2 separate regions of the Capsicum annuum genome follow, and region 1 is linked to region 2. Evidence: chromatin contacts called from public Hi-C data. All regions are on one chromosome and are shown on one strand. Each heading gives the region's core, a stretch centred on a gene start, on an enhancer-like site or on the middle of the called end of the contact. The rest is flanking DNA. Distances are from core to core; before and after follow the strand shown. Region 1 has its middle 26 kb from the start of LOC107863328. Region 2 overlaps LOC107863327 (protein phosphatase inhibitor 2).

Region 1 (6,943 bases), core at 201-2,700, 190 kb after region 2:
TTTAGATATTGCAATCCAATTCAAGAAGTTAAATTTGATGAAACATGGGAGACTTGATCTAAAAATTATATTTCATGACCATAATTGATGTATAGTATTATAGAGTAAAACATGAAAATAAAATATGTATAGTCTTATTAATTGACGTGAGACACATGTTCAAAGCCCGTACACTAAGCTAGTATATATATATATATATATAACCCAATTATAATGCGACCAATGAATATTAGATTGTGCATTTTATGTATTTAATAAATCATAAATCTAGTGAGAGACTTAGCCAAATCAGACTAGTAATGCAATAATCCATTAATAAGGTTTCAATATTGATAGCTGGGACCACCCTCTAACCCCTTTTTCTTGGTAAACAAAGACTTTTATTCATTATAATAATTATGCATCATAGTTTTACAGTAGTAGCCTGACCAAGCTTATCAGCATTACACAAAGGTCTATGACTAATATTATTACAAGCATACTTAAAGGGGGGAACAAGAGGCCCAACAAAAGGAGATGCAGTAGCATCAGTAGATAACATGGGTAGCACAAAAACTGGTGGTTCCTTCTATTCTTCGAAACAACTACTTGGGATCAACGTCTGCCCATATTTTGCAAGCTTGTCAGCTACACTATTTCATCCACAAGGTTCATGTCGCAGGGTCGGGTTCCCAAGAATGTGGAGAAGATCCCTGCATGAGAGTAAAAGATTATTGTTAGTTGGTGCGAACGATTCCAGGAAGTGTATTACCTCAAGAAAGTCCGTGGCAATCTCCAGATGGGTGACCTGCAGTTTACGTGCAGTTAAAAGACCAAACATAAGCCCACTTAATTCAGATTCTAAGGGAGTGTGAACGTTTATTCTTGCACTATAACCATGTACTCATATTCCAAACGAGTCCCGAAAGACCCTCCCGCACCTGCAATCTTAGAAGAGTAGTTTATACGACCCATTAAAATTTAGTTTAATGCCCTTATCAGGAGGTTCCCAGGGTGAATGCAGTGATGGATTTATTTGGTAGTGATTATTTGTCAGTGAAAGGTATTCCGCATCTTTTTCAAAAGGATCCCGAAGGGATATGTTAATTTTTAGATTATTAAAAATATTGTGGTTTCTGGTGAGCCAAATATGCCACATATAGAAGGGGAAAGCTTCATCCCATTGAATCAAATTTTGGACTGGGGGAATTTTTTAGCTTTCTGCACTGCTGTAACCAGTCTGCATCATTGGTCGTCATTACATATTGTAGTAAAGGCAAAATTTGCAGATGTTTCCAAAAAAGCTGAACATTTGAACATTCAAGAAAGATATGGTAGATGGTTTCGGGGACAGCACAAAAAGAACAATTTGGGTTGTTGGTGATGCCAAGTTTGTGGAGGTACTAGTTGGTGGGTAGTCTCCCATGATTAGTTATCCAAAGGAAAAATTTAATTTTGTTTGGGCATTTGAGTTTCCAAATCCAGCTTGTGCTATGGTTTGTAGCAAAATGAATATGTTTATCACTAAGGAGACGAGCATAGGCACTTTTGGAAGAGAAATTCCCATTCAGTGATAAGGACCAGACTTGGGAGTCTTTCGTACGAGAGGATATAAGAATGGGGATAGATGTGATAAGTCGTTCCATATCCGGAGGGAGGGGGTATTGAATATTAGAAGTATCCCATTTCCCATTGACAATAATGTCGGAAACACGCATGAAAATATCATTTGGATGGAAAGGACCAAGTAAGGTTTAAGATAGAGGTAGTTGGTTTGGTATCCAATTATCGGTCCATAGCGATATGCTAGTACCAGTACCTAACGTCCATCGCAGGTGTTTTTGACAGAATGTCCAGCCTAACATAATGTTTTTCCATATGAAACTAGGCGATTTTAAGTGATTGTTTTTATCTTGGATTCCAAAACCACGGGTGTATTTGTGGAGCAGTGTTGAAGTCCAGAGGGAGGCAGGATTTTTAAAAAGTCTCCAAGCAAGCCGAGCTAAGAGGGCTTTGTTTCTAGTACTTCTTTTCTGTATTGCCAGACCACTCTGATCTTTCGGAAGAATTAAGGTCTCCCACTTTAGGAGATGCAATTTCTTTTCATTAGACGTAGTTCTCCAAATGAAGTTATGTTGTAAACGGTCAATTTGTTTGGATACTTCAACTGGAAACTGAATATAATGTATGAGATGAGATGGAATGTTATTGAGGCAAGCCTTTGCCAGAGTAGTCCGTCTCGCCATATTAAGAAATCTCATTTTCCAACCTGATAACTTTTTTCTAAGGTTGTCGAGGAAAATTTGGAGGTCAGCTTTTGAAGGTGATTTATTAAGAATTGGAAAAACCAAATATCGTCCGAAGTTGTTACTACTTTTGATGCGGAAGAACGAGGATAGGAATTTTTGTTTATTGATAGGACAATTTTTTGTGAATAATATTTTTGATTTCTGGTAGTTTATAGTTTGTCTTGACCATTTACAAAAATTATTAAGAGTGGACATCATAGTGTTTGGGCTGTTAGCACTATCAGTAGACATCAGGACAAGGTCGTCAGTGAAAAAAAGGTGAGATAGTAAAGGTCCTTTTCTGGAAATACGGATAGAGATCCAATCCTTTTTTAAGATAGCTTCATTTAAATTATGGGATAGAACTTCCATGCACATGATCAAAATATACGGCGATATAGGGTCTCCCCGTCGAATACCTCTAGTGGGGCTAAAGAATTCTGTCCGCTGACCATTGATAAGAATTGCCGCAGTGCTAGAATAGATACAACTCATTATAAGGTTCACAAGATTGATCCAAAAATTAAAATAAAGAAGAGTATTGCGAATGAAAGACCATTCTAGTTTGCCGAAGGCCTTTTCAAGGTCGATTTTAACCATGAAGGAGTTAACCTTCCCTTTAGTTTTCCTAAAATAGTTAACAATCTCTTGGACAATTATTGCATTATCGCCCGCTTGACGATTCTTGAGGAAACTAGTTTGGTAGGGTCCTATGATACTATTCATTAGAGGCCTCATTCTCCTAGCTATGAGCTTGGTAATAATTTTATAGGAGGTGTTGCTGAGACTGATTGGCCGAAAGTTTTTTAGAGTAGTAGCATTGTTACACTTCAGAATCAAGCAGATGTGGGTTTTGTTAATAACTTCATGTATTTTTTCGTTAAGGAAAGCTTGCCTACAAAGGCCTATGATAGAAGAGCCCACAATATGCCAGTATTTTTGAAAAAAGACGGGATGAAGGCCATCCGGGCCCAGAGCTTTATGAGGATGAAAAGAAAAAATAGTGTCACGAATTTCCTTCTCAGAGGGGAGGCGCCCTAGGTTTACTTTATCATCATCAGTAAGCTTAGTATTTCTTAGAACAGGCAAAATTGCGAAGGACTTCGAATGAGTAGTATGGAAGAGGATAGAGAAAAAACTCTGGGCGTGAGACAAAATACTATCCTGGTCCGTGAGCCAGTTGTTATTCTCATCCTGGACAAAGAGGATCCTATTTTTTTCCTCCGAATGAGGGTGGAGGTGTGGAAAAATTTTGTGTTGGCATCCCCATCATGGAGCTAGTGAATTCGAGATTTAAGTTTCCAAAAATCTTCCTCCATTCTAAGAATACCAATAAAATCATTAATAAGTTCTTGTTCTAGATTGCTAAGGAGGTTGCTATAGCCATAATTTGGTGAACCCTGAATTCTTCGGCGTCTATTTAAAATGGTATTCTTTTTTAGAAAAATATTCCCAAATATTTCCGTATTCCAAACTATGGCATCTTCCTGGAATTTAGAGATACAAGTAGGTAGATATGGATTGTGGTCCCAAACATGCTGGACCAACGAGGGAAAGTCAGAGTGAGAGGACCGCATAGTTTTAAATCTAAAAATATTAGATTTAGGCCTAGGTTCTTTCTTATAAAGCTGAAACAGAAGGGGACAGTGGTCGGAGTGGGTCCTGGGCAGATGGATGACTTCGGCATTCGGGTAATTGAGGAGCCACTTATTATTTGCCAAGAAACAATCAAGTCTTTTATAGATGATAGCGTTGTTTTGTTTAAAACACTTATTCAACCAGGTGTATTTACTCTCCTTGGAACCCATATCAATGAATTCACAATAATTAACTCTGTCCCAGAAATCTTTAGTGTGGGCTTTGTTAAAAGGATTACCTCTCTTTTTTCTGTGCAAAACAGGAGTTCGTTAAAGTCACCACCAACAAGCCACTTACCTTTGTAATGATCTTTTATAGTTTTTAGGTTTTGCCAAAGGATTTTACGATTCCAATGATAAGTGCTAACATAAATACAACTCAATAGCCAGGAGGACTTCTTAGAGATTACCTTGATCATTGTCTGTATTTCCTGGTCTGTAGTTGATATTTGATCAAGTTCTAATAGGGCATCATCCCACAAAATGGCCAGTCCTCTAGAGTTTCCTATTGCCGGAACATCAATCATTCTTATAAAAGGGAAGTCATCAAGAAGTACTTGATGATCCTGCATTTTCGTTTCTAGCAAGGCAACCATAGACGGCTTATGCCAGTCCAGTAAGAATCGAAAGTTCCTTCTGAATTCAATCCCATTTTCCCCCCTACAGTTCTATATAATTATGTTTATCGATCTGTTCAGATGAAGGGGAGTTATCAAGGGAGTGGTTGTTGGAGGTTCTAGAATCAACTTCGGGTCCAGATTCCTCACTGTGGGGTTCATTATGAGAACATAGTTCCCTATCTGTGGATTGAAAGGGCGTCAAATATCTATGGAGCCTTTTAAGAGATTCGGGGGACAAATAAGTATGAATTTATTTTTGTATTTCTCATTCTATATCATTACTTTTAGTTCCTTTAGGGCCATTGTTTTTGTTCGTGTTTCTCATATTTCCTCGAGACTTTCTTCTATTTCCTGAGTAGTTATACGCAGAGTTCTTATAGGAATTGAGCTTAAAGGATAGGGTACCTGAGACGATGAGGCTATGTTGCCTGGGTTGTTGGCGTGCGTGGTCTCCGAGGATCCCATCTGGGTTAGTGCTAGGTGTAAAGGCCCCGCTCCTTGAGTTATGCCCTAGACTTGCTAATGGTGATAGAGAGGGTCAAAGTCCTTAAAGTTTGGTATCAATAGGGGTATCGATGGTATTCCCATCTGGTTCGACGGCTACATGGGAGCCATCGTTGGAGTCTCCCAGACGGGGATGTTGAAAAAGGGAATGGCTGGGAGTTGATAGTTCATCGGTGGTTGAAGAACTGTCGACATCCATAGATGGTGATTGTATGTTTCCATTGCCCTCCTCATTACATCCGACACGAGAGTAACAAAGTTTATCGGATTTTGGATGAGGAGCATTATCTCTCATTGCTTCGTCTGCACCTGGATCGCTATGGTCTACCCTTGAAGGCACATTCCCATCCACGAAGGTGGGTTGGGATTTGGTGCCATAGTAGGAGTAGAGTAGACTGGCATCATGCAGGTTGGAAGACCTAGCACTGGTACTAGCTAGATGGGGGGGGGGGGGGGGGAACTTGAGCTGGAAGAGAGTTCATGTTGTAGAAGAACTGAGTGTTCGAGTAGTGGAACGAGTGGAGAATTAATGGGGTAAACTTTATTAGGGTCATTTACTGTTGGTCTATTTGGAAAAGGGTCATTTTAGCTTATTGTGTATGTGGTTTTGAAAGCAGCCACGTCGTCTTGTGGGGTTGGGTTTTGGAGATTTGGGCAGATAGTAGGTTGATGTTTGAGAGAAGGGTTTTTCTCGCCTGTACGTGTGGGGACAATTGCAAAAGAAGTATTAGAGGAGTCATTAATGAAGGGTATATTGGTAAATTTTAGTGGGTGGATAGTAGGGTCCATGTAGGGGGGCATATTAGGGGTCACTACGTTAGGCAGCTTCTCCTCCAAGCATTGGAAAGGATTGGTGATATCAGCATGAACATCATATTTGGTGTGTTATTTGGTATTGCAAAGCATGCTTATAATGGATCCCTCTTGATTTTGTTTTTCAACGTATTTAAAAAATTATGTATCAAGGAACTTACCTGTGTCTGCACGAAATAATTTGACAGAAATACCCGGATTGCTATTATTATCAGATATTTCTGTTGACGTCTGATGTGATGAGCCAGGTATGCCACTTCCTTTATATGGTTGATTTTTGGTTTGTTTCCTCCTTCTTTGGAAGGTGACAGTTTTCCAAGTGTCCACCGTAGTAAGCATGTCAGCCATTTTTTCTCCGGTAATGGCTTTAGTGCTTTGTGCATTTTTACCTTCACTAATGTCGTTATTATTGGAGCAAACTATGCAGGAAGGTTTTGTATGTCCAATGCATCCACACCTTGTACATAGAAGGTTATCGCCTTCGTACAAGATTTGTTATTTTAAATCTCCAATATAGATGTGGGTTTTGATCGGTGTATTCAAGGGAAGTTTTATACAGATGCGGGCATATCTACCATGTAGTGTCGAAGAAGTACAGATGTCAGTCTTTACTAATTTACCAATTTTACTACCAATTTTGGAGAGAATGATATGGTCATACTATTCGGTGGGAAGCTCTGGTAGTCGAATCCATAAAGTCGTAAAAGTTTCTCGAGCTTCGGATGGGGCAAAATTTGGGTGCCAGCGCCTAATAGATAGGTAGAACCCATTGACAAACCATGGCCCTTGATGAAGAGCAGTTATTATATTCTCTTCCTTAATAAACTTAACAGTAAAATAATCATAACCAAGGTCAATAAGTGTGAGAGTCTCAGTAGGCCGCCATAGATTAATGAGTTTTGTTCTTAAGTAGTCGTGGACTACTTTCTTGCCATTGAGCTTGATAAATAGTGAAAAAGCCCAAGGTTTGTAGATTTTGTCCTTATCTTCACTTGTGAGGGAGATGGATGCTAAGTTATAGTTTAGCTCCTGTGGAGTGGTAGTTTCCATGATATCCATATCCTAAGAGTTTGAACCTCCACGAAACTGTGCAGTAGGCATA
Region 2 (7,225 bases), core at 1,132-3,631:
ATGAGACGGACATGGTAGTGAAGCTTGATACCCAGGTCATTCCAAAGCGAGATAGTTTCAAGTATCTTGGATCTATGATACAGAAAAATGGTGAGATTGACAAGGATGTCACCCATTGTATTGGTGTGAGGTGGGTGAAATGGCGGCTCGCATCCAGAGCCTTGTGTGATAAGAAAGTGTCTCTTTGACTTAAAGAAAAGTTCTATATAGTGGCGGTTAGACTAACTATGTTATATGGGACAGAGTGTTGGTCGGTTAAAAATTCTCACATTCAAAAGATGAAGATGGTGGAGATGAGGATGCTGCGATAGATGTGTGAGTTACTAGGATGGATAGGAGTAGAAATAAGGTTATACATGATAAAGTGTGAGTGACTTTGGTAGAAGATAAGATGCGTGAAGCAAGGTTGAGATAGTTTGAACAGGTGATGAGGAGGGGCATGGATGCTCCAGTTTGGAGGTGCAAGAGGTTAGCTATGGATGGATTCAGGCGAGGTAGAGGTAGACCGAAGAAATATTGGAGGGAGGTGCTTAGACATGACATATAACAATTACAACTTACCGAGGACATGTCTTTTAGATAAGATGTGTAGGACGCGTATTAAGGTAGAAAGTTAGTAGGATGGGGGCTAGTTGCTGCAGTGTTTCACAAGTAGTATCTTGTTCTTGGAGTTTTGGGTGTTGTTTGTGGTTTCAGGTGGTTAGCTTGTTGGTGGTATTATTTGGTGATAATCTTGTTTCTGCTACTGTCTGTTGTTTTGTTACTGTCTTTTGTTTCTTGTTCTTATATTATGTCTTTTCCTACGTTGTTTGGTTTCAAGCCGGGAGTCTATCGGAAACATCTCTACCTCACTCTGAGGTAGTGGTATGGACTGCGTACATTCTACCCTCCCCATATTCCACTATGTGGGAATGTACTGGGTACGTTGTTGTTGAAATAGTTCAGGTGCACGCCGAATAAAAGGAGTCAAGTTCAGCGTTCTCAAGTATTATGCCCAAAAAAAAAAAAAAAGTGACCCCCCTCGTTATTTTCTTACAAATTAACATCATTATGTTTCCTATATGGCTAGTCCTGTGTCCACTGCATGAGTATGGATTCAAGGTGGCTGGTTTGTGTTTAAGTAGGTTTTTTTAGTATATCTTGAAGGATCCATCTGAAATTCTTGTGCTGGTGTGGTACTTGCTCGTCATGGTTATATCGAGGAAAACATGAGGATTCCACATAAAGTAGCTTATATATAAGCTCTATGGACCTGCTTTATGATGGACTATCATTCATCTGTATTTAGAGAGCAATGTTTATATTGGTCTCTGAAATGATAACTTATATTGCCTAAATCTATGCAAATTCATATCTTCCTCCTCACTTTTCTGATTTGTTGATGCCGAAGGATCTTTATCTCCTATACGGGGTAGTTTTGATGAGAGCAATGGCAATGCAGTACATGCAGAAGCCATACGCAGTGCTTTGAGTGAGATGGCTTCTTCCAGTAAGAATAAATCCAGACGTTCTGGCTGGACATCATCTGAGGATGAAGCCGATGTCATGGACCAAGATGATGCAGGTTAGTTTGATCTTCAGGAGTCTAAAACCCAGATATGCATTGGTTCATTTTTCTTTTTCTTATTGAATTTTTAGTGGAGTTCTACAGGACTAGTATTTTCACATTTGTTACCAATGACAGATTGTGTATTCAGTTTCTCTTCATCTCCCTTTTAATTGCTTAATTATATCAGTTATCAAGTATGCGTTTTTCTTCATTCCTCCTTTTTAACTTCTTTTTTCACCTTTGGGATTTTCAACCTTTTGATTTGAAGACTTGGGGTTGGGTTGAGAGTGAGAGAGGCAAGCTGAGGGGGTCATTGACCTCTGAGGTGGCTGGCACTGCAGCCAAAGGAAATTGTCTTATCCAGTATTCTGAGAATTGGTTGAACAGAACTGGAAAGTTCTGTTTTACCCTTGCCCGTATATGAATTGAGGCCTTCCAAATTATTGATTTCTCCGGCACACACTTTTCTTTCTGTTGGGTTCCTTTTCTTAAGTGTATTTTGTTATTGGTAGTTTCATTTGCACTATTCAATGATTTGTATATTGAATGCAAACTCAATTATGCTTCGGCATTTAATATTTTTCTTCAATATGACAGATTCAGATTCAGGAAAGAGAAACAGCTTCAAGGAGCACAGGCGAGCACACTATGATGAGTATCGAAGAGTCAAAGAACTCCGTCGAAAGGGCTCCTCTCTTGAAGAAACATCAGACGATGAGGATGAGGATCTTGTGGAAAAGGATGGGACTTCCGATTCATCATCATCCTTGACTACTGCTGTTAAGGACATAGAGATTAAGGAAGACAGCATGGACACTTCTAAATAGTACCCTTTCCCAGTCCTTCAAGCTTAGATCAACCAGACGGAAATTGTTGATTTGACTTTATATCCATGCTCCCTTTGTTTATATCCGTCTAACTTCTATTTGTAAGTTGTGTATTAAGGCCTCAACCTTCAGGATGATAAAGCTCTGATATATCGAATGACACATATTTAGTTAGATTTCTGTTATCTGTCATCACATTTGGCTTTAGATAAATGGAGTATACCGAAACCCAAATTATCGTACACTACCTCTTGTAGTTTGTCCCTAATGAGTTTATGATGTTTACTCCAGTTCTCTGAGATAAGGTTGTGAAACACGAAAATTGTGGACTGGTAACGTCCATATTACCCGTTTTTCAAGTTTTGTATACTCCAGAAAGACGTTTAATGCCATTGTCTTGATTACATCTCTTAAATATTTCATTCAACTAATACTTCAATAGTTGGAAAGTTGGAGTAATGAGGGTAAATCTAAATGACAAAAAAATATACTTATTATTTTAAAAGTTTGTTAGAAGGATGAGCATTACCCACTCCATTCACTCCATCTAGGCTAGCTCAAAAAGAATAGATTACTTCATCTGCAAAATACATAATTGAATTCAAATTTAAATAAAATCACTAAAAATAAATCTAATAATTTGTTTAGATAACCACATGTATAAATCAACCATCCATATTCACAATTTAATCTTTTAGATATTTAAATGAAAATGCACACTGAACGCACAAAAATAACAAATTTAAGAGGAATAATAAATATGGAAGAAACTAGAAGACATTAACATTGGTATATAATAATTGTTTTATTTAATTAAAAATTAACGCACAAAAATAACAAATTTAAGAGGAATAATAAATATGAAAGAAACTAGAAGACATTAACATTGGTATATAATAATTGTTTTATTTAATTAAAAATTAAAATGATTGTTGAAATAAATAGTATAACTGAATAAATTAAGAAGATGAAAAGTATATTCATTAAATTAATTGTCCTGTTTAATAAAAATGATTATGAAGGTTTTTACTGCAACTTGAAAAATATTAGTTTCCACTAAATTATGAGCTTGATTTCTTTCAATAAGTTTTGTCACAAAATTAACTACAAAAATAAAAAATAAAAAAAATCTTGTGTTACATATATATACTAATAGTAGTAGTAGTAGGCAGAAGTAATATGTTATATTTTTGTACATTTGGTTGAATGTCAAACGAAAGATAAATAATAATAATAATAATAATAATAATAATAATAATAATAATAATAATAATAATAATAATAATAATAATAATAATCCCATTGGTTTCAAATTATCATCTCAATTCAAATATATAAATTATTAGGTAAATATATATCACATTATTTCAAAAAAAGTAAGGATAAGAAAAAATAACAAACTAATCTTTTTCTAACAAATTAGTATGAAATTTGAAATTTGAATTTGAATGAAATTTAATTGGTAAATCGATAATAATTGAAATAAAGTCTTCGATAAGTAAGGACTCATAGGAAAATCGATTTTAAATTAATACCATTTCTATTGTTTAATTTATGAAGAAGTGTTCTTGAAATTTTATTTTATTTTTTAGTGATATTTTTGTTGCTATTATCGACTTGCATAAGAAATAAAGAAGAACGAAAAGAAGAAAATAATTATAACTGCAGAAATATATATTAAAAGAGAAGAACATTATATAATATTAAAAATAATCAAAAAAATATTGATAAGTAGAAAAAGGTATCTAAAATATTCAATTGAGATGAGTAGGGGAGGAGAGGAAGTCGAATATTCAAGTTAAGAGAGTTATTTGGTTTTAAACAAGATTAAAGGTAAATTAAAAGTATATGAAATTACAATATTAAAAGTAGTTAGCTACCATACTAAAGAGTTCTAATTGGATTTCTATTGTTATTTATTCTCTTTTAAAATTTGAATTGGAGATACAATATCTTCTCAAAGATAAGCTTATAATTTTTTTAAAAAATTATACATTTAATTATTAGATGTATTAAAAAATATATCTAAATGTTATTTATTAAAATATTAAATGAAATATAAGAATACAAATCATAAATAGTAGCAGTAGTTGTAGTTCATAGTATGTATGTGTATTAGAGTAGTACTTAGTATGTGTAGTAGTAGTATAATACAATTCATATGTTAAATGAGAAAGTAGTTTTTAAATCATAACAAGTAAAATTTTGAATTTTGTATGTCATGCAAAGCATCAATAAACAATGAATTAAATGAACATTAGAATATAAAAACTTAAGTTACCTACATTTAAATTCAATATCTTATATTTTGAAATGTAAGAGAAAAAAGTTCAGCTGCCTATGAAATGTAACAAAAAAATAATAATTCAATATATTATGGAGAAAATAATTAAAATATAGTAATTTTTTTTTACAAATATTGGGGGTTGAGGGTGAGGGATAAGAATTTTGAATTAACTTTGAGAATATAATGAATAAATTAAATAAAAAAATTTCAGTAAAAAAGTTAATTGAAATTCGATAATAGACAAATGACCATCCATACATTTTATATTGAAAAAAAAAATACATGATTAAACAAAATAAATTTATAATTTTATATTAAAAAAAAATCACTTGATAATTATATTAAACAATTTGATAAGTTAATAAAAGTCAATATTTACAATCGAATAATATTAGATAGTGAACAATGCTATAAAGAAAATTGCTGGTCAATGTTTTTTTTTTGATAATTATATGATTCATTTTTTTTTCCAGATGATTTGATTATGAGATTGTCTGGAGGAGAGGTTGAGAGGGTTGAAGATGGGTGAGGGTGGCGTAGTGGATTGTTGGCGGCGAAGGGAGAATACATAGTTCAACTAAATTAATTGAACTATATAATTTTATGAATTATTTATTATAAAATATATTCAATATATTAATTTAAAATATATTAATGTGATACAATAAAAGTTAATTTATTATTTCAAACTAATAAGATAATATGTCGAATGATTTATTTTTCTAAAAATATTCCGCACATCACGCGGGTACCTATACTAGTTCATTAATAAAATAATTATTAACATTACTATTTTATCATAGTACTATTAATTGATAGTTGCTATTGTGTCTTGAAATTACTTCCTCTATTCACTTTGCTCTTTGAGGTCAATTTGTACGAACTTCGATCAATGTTCTAAGATTTATTTATTTTAATCAAATTAATATGAGAAGAATTACAATTATAACATTTTTCATTTAGCTTTCGATCATTCAAATTTTAAATTTTAAATATTTAATATTTAATAGTACATCTTAAATATTTATTTAATATTTAATTTTCGATCATATAGTACATCTTAAATATTGGTCAAAATTCATGCAGGTTGACTTCGAGAAGCGAAATAATGACAAGTAAAAATAAACGGAGGAGTAATTTGAAGAATAAACAATTAATGGTAAAGGTAAAATAAGAAATAATTTTTTTTCCTTGATATGTCAAAATTATAAATAAAAGTGAAAATTCAATTAAAAATAAATGACAAACAATTTTAAACCGAGGAAATATTCAGTTGATATAGTGACAGATTTTTCCTGAAAACAACTAACTTTGTGTTAACTCGCATGTTTATTGAAGAAACTCAAAAATAGTTAGGACTGCTAAGATTCTTATCTCTTAAAAGTGGAAATTATCTCATATACATTTATTAGATTGTTTATTGCAAGTTGTAGCAACATTTTTACATAATTATTTTGTTAAGATTTTATTTGCAAGTTGTAGCGACTTTTTAAAAACTAATTTTTTTAAAAACAAAATCAGAAAAGTATTTTTTAACTACAATCAAGTATTAAATGTCTCTTAAATAAATGTGTTGATAATTATGCTAGGAGTAAAATATGATCAATATCATATATCTTCATTTATTATAATTATTACCTTTTCTGAAAAGTTTAAAAGTTTTCTAAAATAACTTTATTTGAACAATATTCTTTTGACTATTCTTACACGTTTCTTCTTGCTTAATTATACCCATTATTTTTTTTATTCAACCGCATAATAAAACATGAAGCTTTTTGAAATATTGTTTCTATATCAACCTTAGCATATCCCAAACGATTCTAGCATTTTCTTTATCTAACTTTTTTGGGGGTTGAATTTCGTTTCCTTTATCAAGTATTTTTTACTTGAATTTTATGATATGTACTATATATGCATTGATTTCATTGTTCCATGATAAGAGGAATTATAAGAGAAGCAGTTTTATGTAAGTATACAATTCGAATTTTAAAGAAGAAATTCATCACACAGATCGAAAAAATTCAAGAGCAGAATAGATAAATAGTAGTATAACATAATATTTGTTGACATCAAGTATTGTTTTGATATTAAAGTTGATATTCAATGATTGAAATTGTTGAATTATTGGGTTTATGCTATGATATATAAATTCTATCGCATTGTATTTATTGATATCAAGTTGAGACCAATTTGTATATATTTTTCAGGTGCTAAATGATTTTTTTTGTTCTTATTAATCTACATATTAATGATTGAAATGAGTATGAATTGTGATCTTCAATTTAGTTCATATACTAAATGAATATGGATCACACAATTATTTCTTGAAGTTCACATTTGTATTAGATGTACTTTATGATTGTGAAAATTGGTATAAAAAATCGTGTTGACTAAGTTTTGTATATAATTTACGTTTTTATATGTGAAACAATATTCAAATTAGTATTCAATTGATTTCTAATTTTAAACTAAATTGACAAGGTATATAAACGGTATAATATGAGTATGTAAATTATATTTTTCAACTATATAGTTACGAGTGATACAGATCCCACTATTAAA

The links. A called contact is a pair of places that touch in the nucleus more often than the background predicts.
Region 1: a contact with region 2 is called in a Hi-C map of leaf, with 2.7 times the contacts expected there. The contact joins two enhancer-like sites. A contact is called at or near these places in 2 of 5 Hi-C or Micro-C datasets (leaf and placenta).

What each region holds. Positions count from the first base shown.
Region 1 is chr3:209,379,766-209,386,708 of UCD10Xv1.1, forward strand. No RefSeq gene overlaps it. Among protein-coding and RNA genes, the nearest start is that of LOC107863328, 26 kb to the left of the region's middle. Within about 2 kb of position 1,451, at least 2 of the 5 cell types and tissues checked have an H3K27ac peak or open chromatin away from gene starts, as enhancers often do. A contact at or near this core is called in leaf, where this site is marked.
Region 2 is chr3:209,192,515-209,199,739 of UCD10Xv1.1, forward strand. LOC107863327 (protein phosphatase inhibitor 2) reads left to right here. Exons shown (of 6, transcript XM_047408612.1): 5 at 1,442-1,564; 6 at 2,147-2,550. The coding sequence ends at 2,376. Among protein-coding and RNA genes, the nearest start is that of LOC107863327, 9.1 kb to the left of the region's middle. Within about 2 kb of position 2,382, at least 3 of the 5 cell types and tissues checked have an H3K27ac peak or open chromatin away from gene starts, as enhancers often do. A contact at or near this core is called in leaf, where this site is marked.